Linked DNA regions of Callithrix jacchus: region 1 is linked to region 2. A link is a contact called in public Hi-C data. All regions are on one chromosome and are shown on one strand. The core of a region is the stretch at or near the end of the contact, and the rest is flanking DNA. Distances in the headings are between cores, read along the strand shown. Region 1 holds the start of GHR (growth hormone receptor). Region 2 overlaps GHR (growth hormone receptor).

What was found. Hi-C and Micro-C count contacts between places; a contact is called where the count stands out from the background.
Region 1: a Hi-C map of skeletal muscle shows a contact between it and region 2, with 4 times the contacts expected there. The contact joins the promoter of GHR here to the enhancer-like site in region 2. A contact is called at or near these places in 2 of 3 Hi-C or Micro-C datasets (both in skeletal muscle).

The regions. Positions count from the first base shown.
Region 1 is chr2:163,167,626-163,174,615 of calJac240_pri, reverse strand. GHR (growth hormone receptor) reads left to right here and starts at 1,714. Exons shown (of 11, transcript XM_035291616.3): 1 at 1,714-1,943.
Region 2 is chr2:163,012,235-163,018,480 of calJac240_pri, reverse strand. All of the region lies in intron 2 of GHR (growth hormone receptor), which reads left to right. Among named protein-coding and RNA genes, the nearest start is that of GHR, 160 kb to the left of the region's middle. Within about 2 kb of position 3,425, at least 2 of the 16 cell types and tissues checked have an H3K27ac peak or open chromatin away from gene starts, as enhancers often do. A contact at or near this core is called in skeletal muscle, where this site is marked.

The sequences.
Region 1 (6,990 bases), core at 465-2,964, 160 kb before region 2:
TGGACTTTACTCCTGCCAGGACTGCCCTGTCAGCCAGCTTGGCAGGCATGGACCACCCAGCAGGAGTTTTTCTTGACTTTGCCTTAATCTTTTACTTTCCCAAGTTTCTCTATGTGGATATCTCCCCTTTTTAAAAGCTCCAGACACAGCCAATCATCACTACTGCTTCAACAAAGTATGAAACCCCAGAAATCAATGTGTTGGGGAAGAGTCTTAGGGGGGAAAAAGCCTCCTTATTCTTAAACGGGATAGAACAAGAGCACTTCAAGATCAATACCATCCTATCCCATGATAAAACATGTACCTTTTAGAATCTTTTCTTCTTTGTTCATTCTAGGTGTCTGTCTGGAACAGCTGGGGTATTTGAGCCACAGCTGAGCTTCTGAAAGCATTCTAAGGAAAGTTTTTCACTTATTTGATTTCTTTGAAAACAGGGTTGTCTTATGTGATATCTGCTATCCCAGAGTCTTTGGTTCTCTGTTCCTTCTTAAGTCTTGGCCCCCAGGTACTACTTCAGTGCCCTATAGATATGTTAGTCTAAAGATAAGAAACTTGGTTACTTTAAGTTGTTGTTTAAACATTTCTCTCTGGGTATAAACTTGGCTTTGTGTCTGGAAGCTCTGTTAAAAAAAAAAGAAAAAAGAAAAGCTTTAGTAAACCAAAGCTGTTAGAAGCATATAGGTAAGTGACATTACAATTGACAGTAAATTGTGCAAAGATCGCTTGACTAGCTATGCTTTCAGATCTGAGACAATCCGGAGCTGGACTTCTGTACTCTGCTCAGAAAAGCATGTAGTGACTCGGGGTTTGATGCTGTACAAAAATGACATACTTATGCACAACTTTAACTTTCTGCCGCACTTTTACAACTTCTTGTCTTGCTTTATTTTCCTAAGAGTGGGATGAAGTAGGCAGGGCTTGCATTTGACAGATGCACTATGTCTGGGCTGCGGCAGAGTTAAAATACTTTCCCTGGAAGTTCCCTCAGGAACTTCAGGTTGCGGCCTGTGTCTGCTCTTCCTTCATCCCTGTCCTCTGGCAGATACCTCTCTGCTAACTTGTTGCGTGTCTTGGTAAATTACTTAATCTGTCTTCTAACCTCGACAATAAAGCCCTTCGTAGTTTTAACTATCTTTTCACTGTGCCCCAGTGAGCGGAAGCTTGGAACTTGATTGCCGATGGAGAGGCAATATTTGGATGGCTAAACACGGTTTCCAAGCTACCAGGCTGATCTTCCTCCCATTCCTGGAGATACTAACCTTTTTAAGTGTTAGTATCTAAGCGTTTCTTTGAGTCTATGGACTGTACTTAACGCTCCTGTAGGTCCTGCCTTCATTTGGGAATCCGGGCAGGCAGAGAGGAAGGAAGTGTATTGCAACTACCAATATTTTCCTCTAGGAGGAGCCGCGCAGCCCAGATGAGAGTGACACGCACCAACTCCAGCTCCTCTCGGGGAAGACTTCATCCCAGCTCCCTGGAATGCTTGGCCCCGGCAGCACTCGCCCTTTCCGCAGTGGTTCTCGAACTGGCCTCCCTGAACGTCCGCGTCCCCTCGCTTCTGCAGCCTGGATCTGGGGGAAGGCAGGCCAGGCCCGGCGTGACCCCTGGTGAACGGTAGCCGCCTTTTTCCACCCCTGCACTCCCATCCTCCCTTCCCGTTTCACCCCGCCCCCTCTCTCCTCCCCAAGCCTGACAGCCCGCGAGCTGCCAAGCAGGGCGCAGCCATGGGAAGAGGAGGAGGTCTAGGGAGCGGCGGCGGCGGCGGCGGCAGCGGCAGCGGCGGCTGCTACGGTGGCGGTGGCGGCGGCGGCTGCTGCTGAGCCCGGGCGGCGGCGGGGACCCCGGGCAGGGGCCACGCGGGCTGGAGGCCCCGGCACCATCGGCCCCAGCGGCCCCATCGCAGACGCGAACCCGCGCTCTCTCTCCAGAGGCAAAGCTCGGAGGTACTGGAGTGTGGCTGCGGGAGTCGGGCTTTTATTTTCCTCCTGTTGTGTCAGGGGGCCTGAGAGTGAACCCTGAGACTCTAGCTGTTTATGAAAATGGGAGACTCTGTCTGATATATTTACACGGATAATTTTTAATTCCGGATGACTTGGGGGTTGACTGTGCTCGCCTCCTCCTTGCGAAAAAGCTGTTTTCTGCTGGTGGGTTGTGGTAACCCAATCTTGTGTGTGTGTGTGTGTCTGGAAGTTGGTGGGGGCGGCAGGGAGTTGCGGGCGACAGACCAACCATCCCACTCTGGCGCCTGCTTCGGCCCGTGAGTAGGGTGCGTAGAGGGGTTTCCTCCGGAGACAGTTTTGTTAAAGTCATAGAAGTTTTGCGAGAGTGTTTCTGTTTGCCATCATCAGCCTGGCTGAGGCAGAAACTGCCGAGGCTGCTGCTGCTGCGCGGGGAAGGATCCCGGGCAGCGCGACTGGAGAGACTCGGGAGGTCTGGTTGCGCGTGTGGACACAGCGCTCAGAGCGCGCAGCCTTTTGCGCGTTTATGCGGGCTGCAGCCGCGCATTGGCACGGTTGGAGCTGGGGTCAGTAGAGTCACGGCCACCAGTCCGCATGAACTGAGGTAAGTGGAAATTGTGGCGAGCCGACCTCCTCCAGCCTCTGACACACTCGCGGTTGTAAAATCAACCAAGTTCAAAGTTTTGACAGAACTGCCAGAGGCTGCGGGTCAGTGGGGTGGCCGCGTGTCTAGGGAGAGGGTGCTGGCGGCGCAGAGGGTGCAGGGCAGCGTCACCCACTTGCGAGTGCGTGAGGAAGTCTATTTGGGGTGAGTGCTTTATATATAGCTCGGGGAAATATCTGCTGGGATCAAGCTGCGTGGGTTCGCGGTCTGGTGTGGACTGTGTGTCCTGAATGAGTGTACGTGTTCGCTGTGTGTGCGCGCGCGAGTGTGCGTCCGGGGAGGCGTGTTGGCGCCTGAGCCAGTAGGGTGTGCAGGGTGGAAGAGGCCACAGAGGTGCCGCCTGCCTGTTTGTGCCGCCAGGAGACCTTGGAAGGGACAGAGAAAGGTAACGGGAGGCCAAAGGATTGGGAAGTCCTAGTAGTTTCTGCATAGGATTAAGTACTAAGTGCTTTAAAATAACTAAATGCATTGGGCCGACGGCTGGAAGTGAGGGTTTGGATAGTTCTCAGGAGAACTGCCTGGGAGAGTTTGCGGGGAGGGGGAGGGGACGAGGGGGGGAGGGAGGGTGTCTAAGAGATGTGTAATATGTATGAGTACAGAACTTCGGAGACAGAGACAGGTTGGATCCGTGAGTTTGAGATTTTTCAGGGTGCTGCTGTCCACATTCCAGGGACTGGCTGGTTTCAGAGGTGTTCAGGCTCCCTGGTGTGTGTACCTAAGAAGACACTCGGTTTTTCTTGCAGACATGGAATATTGTGGCAGCCCAGGCTCTGTTTCCTGAGCAACTGGTGTTCCAGGCTAGGTTCCACCTGCATCACCCTGGAAGTCCTTTTTTCTGGTGATAAATGTTGAAACAATTCCAGAAATTAAAATGCTGGATAGAAACAAAACTGCTGCAGCAGACAGTATTGTTGGTTCCATTTATTCAGTGATTCGGAACTCTTCTTTTGAGAAAAGCAAAGCTCATTGTTCCCAGATTAAATTTCAAAGGGTCTCCAGTTATTTACAGTTTCCCTTCAGAGGGCCTTTGGATGGGGCTGGAAGGATGTATTTTGGCTTAGAGACCTTTGAAAAATATTATGTGTAGCTTAAAGGGTTGTCCCATCGCTCGTCATCTTCTTCCACCCTTATAAACTTTATTTTGCATTAATTTAAGGAAAGTTGGTGAGTCAACATTTAGCTTTATTTTTATTGGAGTAAATATATCACAGTGAAATTATAGTTGTGGTCTCCTGAAGGCCATGGAATGCCAGCACTTACTTAATGGGCAAAGGTGTAAAATGAAAGTCTATAAATGCAATGACAAAGTGATGACACAAGTGCATTCTTTTTTCAAACTGAGTATAACTGTGCTCACAAATATTTGTTCTAGCCAGGGTTTGGGCCCATGTTTTTTATTATTAGTTTTTAAAAAACAGACTCCACATCATAAACCACTTAAAATGGATACTACAAGCCTCCTCTATGCTATCTCTGGCGCCTGCTTAAACAGATGTTTACAGTGCTTGGTAACCTATGGTATTGTCATGTTGAGTATCTTGTTAGCTCAGGACATAATGTTTATAGCATAATATAATAAATGGAACCACCGTTGCAGCCTGCTTCTTCCAAGTGCATGAAGCAAATCTTTCAGCATGGAAACCAGTCTTACTGTTGGTCCAACTTGGCTAGCCTTTTTTGACTACTAGTAAGCATTGTTAATGTAAAGATAAACGTGAATGATGCAGTGAGAAAGTGGGACAGTAAATTGTTTAGCTTAGTAAAAAAAGCATGGGTTATGCTTTTTAAATCTGCTAACCTGAAGATTATACTTCTCAGGTCATACCACTGGTAAATTGTACAACTATGGGAACTTGGTTTGCTTTTAAAGAACAATTTTTTAAAAACATATCACTAATAAAAATAACTTACATTTCTTAATGTGTTTACATATGTCCATACAAGCCAATACTTTTTCTTCTTTAAAACAAAAACCCTATAATTTCTGTAGTAATGATTTAAATATTATGAGCATTCAAATCACCTAATCACCTTTTCAATCTTCAGTTGATACGAATCGAAGTTTGGTAAGACTGGAGTCATCCCTCAGCCAATCATGTAAACAAGACGGTACAGAATGTCTTTCTGGCAAGTTATTTTTTTCAACCTGGAACAAATAATGTAAATAATATGTCCCATAAAATAATTACTTAGGATGATAATCTCTTTAGAGGTAATTATCTGGCACATGAACCTCCATCTGTGAAAATGGGCCAGTCTATCTCTTCTTGGAAATAGTCAACTGGAAATCTCCCTTTTTCATCAGCCAGTCCATTCTAGGAGAGATTCATTTGTAGAAAGTTCTGCCTTATACTGGATCAACATTTTCTTCCATCCTCTTGCCTATCCTTCAGGAGCTGACCACAATTAATCTAATCTCTCTTCCCTTTGTTTACCATACTTGAAAACAAACATTATGCTCCTTGCTGAATCCTCTTTTGCATACTCTTCCAGTGATTTCTCACCCACTGTAGGGTTAAACCCTCCTCTGCCTTGAATCATATGCCCTTGATTCTACATTCTCATTGTATTAGTCTGGTCTCATGCTGCTAATAAAGACATACGCGAGACTGTGTCATTTATAAAGAAAAAGAGGTTTAATGGACTCACAGTTCCACATGGCTGGGGAGGCCTCATAGTCATGGTGGAAGGTGAAGGAGGAGCAAAGGCATGTCTTAAGTGGCAGCAAGCAAGAAAGTGTGTGCCCGGGAACTGTCTTTTGTAGAACCATCAGATCTCCTGAGACTTAATCACTATCATGAGAACAATATGGGAAAAACTCACCCCCTGATTCAATTAACTCCTACTGGGTCTCTCCCACCACATGTGGGGATTATGGGAGCTAAAATTGAAGATGACATTTGGGTGGAGACAGAGCCAAACCATATCATTTCACCACAAGCCCCTCCCAAATCTCATGCCCTAGCATTTCAAAACCACTCATGCCTTCCCAACAGTTTCCCAAAGTCTTAACTCATTTCAGCACTAACTCAAAAGTCCACGGTCCAAAGTCTCACCTGAGACAAGGCAAGTCTCTTCTGCCTATGAGCCTATAAAATCAAAAGCAAGTTAGTTACTTTCTAGAAACAATGGAGGTACAGGCACTGTGCAAATATGCCCATTCCTAATGGGAGAAATTGGCCAAAACAAAGGGGCTACAGGTGTAAGTCCAAAGTCCATTAGAGCAATCATTAAATCTTAAAGTTCCAGAATGATCTTCTTTGACTTCATGTCTCATATCCAGTTCACACTGATGCAAAAGGTGGGCTCCCATGACCTTGCACAGCTCCATACTGTGGCTTTGCAGGGTACAGCCCCCCTCCTGGCTATTTATATGGCTGTCATTAACTGTGGCTTTTCCAGGCACATGGTTCTAGCTGTCAGTGGATCTACCATTCTGTGGGCTGCGGGATGGTGGCCCTCTTCTCACAGCTCTACTAGGCAGTGACCCAGTGGGGACTCTGCATGGCAGATCCAACCCCACATTTCTTTTCCACACTGCCCCAGTGGGGGTTCTTTATGAGGGCTCTGCCCCTGCAGCACACCTCTGCCTGGACATCCAGGCATTTCCATACATCCTCTGAAATCTAGGTGGATGTTCTCAAAACTTAATTCTTGTTTTCTGTGCACCAACAGGACCAACACCACATGAAAGCTGCCAAGACTTGGGTGTTGCACCTTCTGAAGCCATAGCCTGAGCTATACCTCGGCTCCTTTTAGACAGACATGGATGGAGGGGCTGAGACACAGGGGACCAAGCCCCTAGGCTACAGCTAGCAGGCCCAGGAAACCATTTATCCCTACTAGCCCTTCAGGCCTTTGAAAGGAGTGGCTTTCATGAAGACCTCTGACATGTTCTGGAGACATTTTCCCCATTGTCTTGGTGACTAACATTTGGCTTCTCATTACTTATGCAAATTTCTGCAGCAGTCTTGAATTACTCTCCAGAAAATGAGTTTTTTTCTTTTTTGTGGCATGATCAGGCCGCACATTTTCCAAACTTTTATGCTGTTTTCACCTCTTGAATGCTTTGCTGTTTAGAAATTTCTTCTGCCAGATACCCTAAATTATCTCTCAAGTTTAAAGTTCCACAGATCTCTAGGGCAGGGGCAAAATGCCACCAGTCTCTTTGATAAAGCATAACAGTCACCTTTGCTCCAGTATCCAAAAAGTTCCTTATCTCCATCTGAGACCACATTGCCTGGACTTTATCATCCATATCACTGTCAGCATTTTGGTCAAAGCCATGCAACAAGTCTCTAGGAAGTTCCAAACTTTCCCACATGTTCCTGTTTTCTGAGCCCTCCAAGTCTCTAGAAAGTTCCAGAC
Region 2 (6,246 bases), core at 2,176-4,675:
GCTGAAGCTCTATAATAGGAATTACCAGTTAACTAATTGTAACTAATACCCTTTTATACAATGTCATATGTCCATGTAGTTTTTAAATCTAGAAGTAGTTAAGCTTCATGCTTATCATTTCTCAGAGAGACTACTGAAGTGGTATCAAATCTGAATGAGCAAGAATTGAAGTTGTCACAGACAGCTATTAATTCCCCTGTCTTTTTCATACCGGCTCCAATGATAGCACAATCAAACAAAAAAAAATTAAAACAAAAGCAAAATTTCATCTTAGATTTCCCTAAGTACAGCAATAAATGTCAGAGACATTAGGGGATAATAATATGTCAAGGCAGAAATTCAGTCCTCCATATGTTCTTCAAGTGGAAGTATTAGGTCTGTTTTAGTTCTGTTGATTCTAAAAGAAACATTCAGACTATCAAGAAAACCTGTTTTAACTCTAAATTTGACACTGTATTCAGATAGATAGATAGATAGATAGATAGATAGATAGATGGATAGATAGATAGATAGATAGATAGATAAGATAAGATAGAGAGAGAGAGAGAATTGTTCCAGGGTATTCTACATTAAATATTCATTAACAAGAAAATTCCACATAAAAGCTGGCATGCTTGACGGAGCCATATTTACATGAAAGGTTGCAGCGTTTTCTTCTTTAAACCTCCTCTGCAATTTGATCAATTCCATGTTCCAGGGAGTACTCAGAAGTTGAGTAGGACATGAGTTGTTAGCTTTAGCGTGTGCTGCACTAATGGTTATGAGTCACATTTGTTTTGGAAGATCACCCTTAAAGCCCGTCACTCATGCTTGTTTATGGGAAATGCAACAACTTAAACATCAGTTAACAAATCCCCATGAATGCATGGTCACATTTGAGTGCTTCTAACAAATGCTTCCTTTCATTTCTCCCTCAACAACCATGAGAATTAAAGGCTCGTGGAGCAAACTGGGAGACATCTATGGAACATTTATTAAAGAAAGCATAGGAGAGTGTGATAACTGCAAAGCCGGCTGTTTATATTAATATAATTGGCATGAGATTAAATTTCATCAGTCTTAAAACCTGCTTTTTACCACCAGAGAAATCAATCTGCAGTATTTAAGGTTACATTACTGAGGAACATTCCGCATACTGAACTGTCACATGCCTTTAAAATAACCATGCCATACTGTTTTTTAAAAATCATTACAAGTGAAACAAACAGCTGACAGGTGGATCTATTGGTATATTCAAGTTTTTCCTGTGAAAGTTTCCCCTACTTTATTTGTAATCGCAACTTGATTATGAGAAACAAATATATCATTTATAGGCAGAAGTATGTGTCAGTAGCCTTGATTTGGCAGTTCACTGTGAAATCCCCATTATGATTCAGAGGACATATTTATGTCTTATCTCTAGGTTGATCTGGTTGCCTTCAGCTTTCCTCACTTGAAAAAACTATAGTTAAAAAACTATTAAGTTTATAAGTCAAAATTAATTAATGCAGCAAATATTTATTGAGGACCTATTATTTACAGGGTACTATTCCAGGTGCTTGGAATGCCTTAATGAATAAAAGAGATAAAAACCCCCACAGTAATACTGCTTTCTTTAGTGAGATATGTGTGTGTTTCCGGGCTGGAGGACATGCATGTGAGGCTGACAATAGGCTCTAAAAATAATAAATTATCTAGTAGTTTATAAGATGGAAAGGGCTGTGGAATACTGCCCATTTGTTCCTCATCTGAGTATACCCAAAAGTTGATCTTGAATATTTTATACAAATCTCCTAGGTTCTAAATGTTAGAAACCAATTAAAATAATTTGAAGCTAAACTAAATATCTTTTTGGTCTCTCTGGCTAGAAGCCTCAGGACCAGCCCTCACTGTTTACTGATGAGGAAGCTGAGGCCCAGAGAATTAGATGATGTAGCCAAGATTTCAATGATGTAGCCAAGATTTCAAGTAGTTACTTGCAGAGGTAGGACCAAGACACACAAACTCCTTCTCTGGTGTGCTTTTCTCAATAGGTTAGCATTTAACTGCAAGTGGTTTAGTTGATATAATTTATTTGAAAATCTGTTTCAAACATGACAAAATAGGAAATGCCTGCTTATTCTTCACTGAAGAGCAGTCATCAGCAGAAAGAAGATTTTGAAGTTTATGAATTAGGTTCAGACGAGACCCTTATGAAATCACTGTCCTCTCTCCAGTGACAGAAGTATGCCCACTGACTCCTCACCCATCCTCATTCATCTTTCATATTCCTCGAAAATTACCACTATTTTTCCTTCTGCTTCCTGAAGCACCAGCAGAAAAGATGAAAGATTGGTCTCTTGACTGCCATCACAAATCTCTTTCTAATTCTTGCCTCCGTTCTTATTCTGCACAAAACTTGGACTTGGCCATTATTCTTAGAGGTCCACTAAATTACTTGATTAAAAGATGGCTTGGAAGTCCAGAGTAAGAACAGAATTGAAAAGGCACTGCACATTATGATGGAGAGGAATAAACTCCAGTCAAAAACCATGGCTTCTGGACTCACCACCCTAAGGCTGCCTTGCTGGAACTTGGTTTTCCTATTGTCAGTGGGGTTTTAGAATCTTCCTACTTGCAAGCTTGTTGTGAGGATTAAAAGGTTAAAAGAGATTGTATCTGCTATGGATTTGTGAAAAGTGTAAGTTGCAGTCCACACTACAGTAATTGTAGTTATCTCTACCCTTTCTTTCTCTAAAGACAGGTTGCTAGCAGAATAGCCAAGTTTACCACTATTTTGAGGGTTGCATTAAGCATATATTATCTTAGTCAAGTTGGTCTTCTGAAAGTTGGAAGGGACCTCAAAGATCCTGTGTTAGAACAACTGTGGCTATTTCTTAGAATAAGCTGAGATTTTTCTGAAAAATACAAATTCTGAAACCTCATACCTAGAATTCTGATGTGGAAGATCTGGAATTGATGGCAGTAGTGGCCCATCTGGAGCCACTGCTGCAAAGACATTGGCTGTAGTGGGGGTAGCACAACTGGGGCTGTGCCCTCCACAGAGCCGGCAGGAGCCAAGAACAGGCAGGAAGCCTGCCCCCTTCTGAGTTGGCAGGGCTGGAGCCCAGTGCTCTGCAGGCACAGTAGTAGCCACGCAGCTGCAGCTCCAGACCTGGGCATCCCTACACTCTTGGAGACCCAGGAAGCACCCCCTGCTCCTGCAGGCTCAGAAGTGCCTGGGCTCACTCCCTGGCCTCTTTCTCCACCCACACCCAGCCCCAGCTCCACAGCAAGGCAAAGTTGTGGCCAAGCCTGGGTGCTGTCACAACCTGGTCAGGTGTGCATGCACTTGGGCAGTGCTGATACACCAGCCCCCTGCCAGCTTGGCACTATCTGTGGACTTTGAACACCAACCAGCATGAGAGGGAGACTGAGGGGGCACTGAGGGTGCTTCAGCACAGGCCTGCTGGTGCCCCTTGGCATGAACAGGCTGGGTGCTGTGAATGACATGTAGATGGCAGCAGGAGACAGACAGGCTCCTAGGTGGAAAAGGGCCAGTTCCCAGTGAAGCTTCATCTTCAAGCCAGGGATGGCCAGAAGCCTGGTGGCCAAGCTATCAGTTCTAGGTGGAGTGCTTGGCCTGGAGTGAGAACTTATGGTGCTTTTTCCAGGCCCGCACATAGCCACCCATGGACCAATAAGCACACACTTCCTCCTTTCTGATCTCATAGAAACCCTGGACTTAGCCAGAGTTGCTCAATAAAGTACTTTGCCTTGCTCACCTTCCAGTTGTCTGCATACCTCATTCTTCCTGGACTTGGGACATCAGGACCCACTTAATAGCAGGACTGAAAAAGCTATAACACGAACAGGGCTGAGACATGCCTTCCCTGCTTACCACATTGTGGGTGACAAGGAGAGAAGAACTGCAGCCCTTTGGGGAGCCCAGACCTGTGTGACACCTCTTTGGGGCTCTGAGGTTTCTGGCTTTTCCAGACTCCCAGTCATCACCACATTCCCCTCATCCAGATGCAATTCTCCACAATGGAAGCCACTTGTGGTGCATCAGATCCAGCCACAGATTTGCACGAAGCTGGTGCCTGTGCTGGTGCCTGGAGCTTCTTACCCCACCATGGCAGCTGGTGTACCTGGCTGTGCAGAGTGGCTGGACCCCATGCTTACCCACTCACACATCCCTCATTGCTCCACAACTGGCTTGCCCTTGGCAGGTGTGTGGTGCAGTCCAGTAGCACGAGCCAAGTATAGCCTGCCAGGCCAGGTTGGCAGAACAAGCCCAGTGGGCCAGAGCAAACCTTGGGCAAAGGTGCCACTGGCCACAGAAAGGAAACACAAAGGTTTCTGGTTGGAAAAGTGACACCCAAGGAATCCTGCAACAGAATGATCCTCTGGAGTTTTTTTGTGTGTTAGGCTTGGTTGTTTGACAAAAACTCCAAACATGAGTCTGAAGTTTGGGAAGCCTTTCTTCAGCTTTCTACTCTCCTCTCCCATTTCTGTCTTCACTTAGAAATGGAAACCCACAAATTACTCAAGATCTCACCTTTTCCATTCAGTCCACCAGGCCCGTGCTACCCCATTACTTTGCACTCCACCTTGACAATTGCTATTGCCAAGCATTATCATTCATCTATTTTGACATCCTCTCCTTTCCACCTGCTGCCCTCTAGTGGAAGTGCTGACAAGCAGCAAAACATGTAACCAGGAACAGTAGGGAAGTGCCCACTTTGAGAAGGCTGGTTCACACTTGTCAGAGTGAGGTCCCCAGCATGACTGACCACAGCTATGCCGGAAATCATTAGGATGGCCTCAAGCTGTTTGGATGCTATTTGCACACAAGTTACATTTACAGCAGAACTTTGTAAAGACCCTGGCATTTATTAGGGACTTTTAAAATGTTTCAAAAATCTACCTGGAAAAGATTACCCTTGGGATATTTTTGTTTCTTTGTCTCTCATTTTCTTCTTTTGTCATTTACCCAAATTCTACTTCTTGCAAAAGAATGTGGTTCTTTCCTGCCTCCCCTCACCTTTGGATTTTCCAAATCATGCAAAAAATAAAGATATGTATGTTTTAATTCTTACAGTTTAGAAGCTTCCAGTCACCACAGAATTCACATGGACCGAACATTGACAATGTAAAGGACACTGTGTTCTCCTAGCATTCCTCCACATCTCTTTGAGGTCTGTTAGTAGTCTTCTTTTTTCCAGGAGGCACTGAAGTTGGGAGTTTAAGAAGATTGTAGTATGTCACAAAACAAGTGGAAAAGCTAGCACTAGAACTCAGGTCTGGCTGATGGAAAACTCTTATATATTTTTAAAATGTGCTTGTTTTGTGTTTAGTGATGATTTAGTCTTCTTGAAGTAATAAATAATAACTTCTATGGTAAATGTTATTAAGGCTCATGGTACTATATAGCAAAAATCATTCAGCTTTTTAAAAATAAATGTTTTATAATCAGTGTGTCTCTACATAATCTCCAATTATTCCTTTTGGCAGAAGAACATGGTAGGAATGGGGGTAAGTTTGGGTAGGAGGAAAGGACAGCAAAAGCCACACCACTGATGCAAAGTTGAGACTAGATTTCATAGGGCAGATGCCATATATTCCCTCAAGCTTTGAAGAAACTAAATATTTATCTATGTTAACCAGCAGTGCAGAACTCATACTCCAAATACTGATATAAACTATGTGTTTTGTGTGTGTGTGTGTGTGTGTGTGTGTGTGTCTTTCCCCCATAGGATTCTGCACAATTATTAACACTTTTGGTGTAGTGGTTTTTCATAGTTTTATCCTTGATTGTTAATATCACAGTAAGTGATTTGTTATGAATATATTTTTTCCTTAATTGTCATAAACTGTAAAATTTCATTTGACTTTTTTTAGTATTGCATATTATTATTGTCATTAGAATACTTATATAGATTATTCAACTTCTTAACTAGAATGTACACACACACAAACACACACACACACACATCCATGCACATAACTGCCTTCTTTTTATTTGATGGGAGAAAATATAGTTCTATATAGTAAGAGAATTTGATTTGCGCCTCAGACATATCCTTTATTCTACACACAACTGGTGAAGTGTGGAAAGAATAATACTTGGGATCTGGATTCCAGTTCCCTGTCCTCTGACCATTTAAAAACATTTAATCCCTCAACCTTGAGGGATCCTTTCAGCTGTATGAGCCAAACCTTGATTTGTGCAATAGTTGAAGCCCCTGAATAGTCAGATGAAAAAACATGTTAATTAAAATTAAA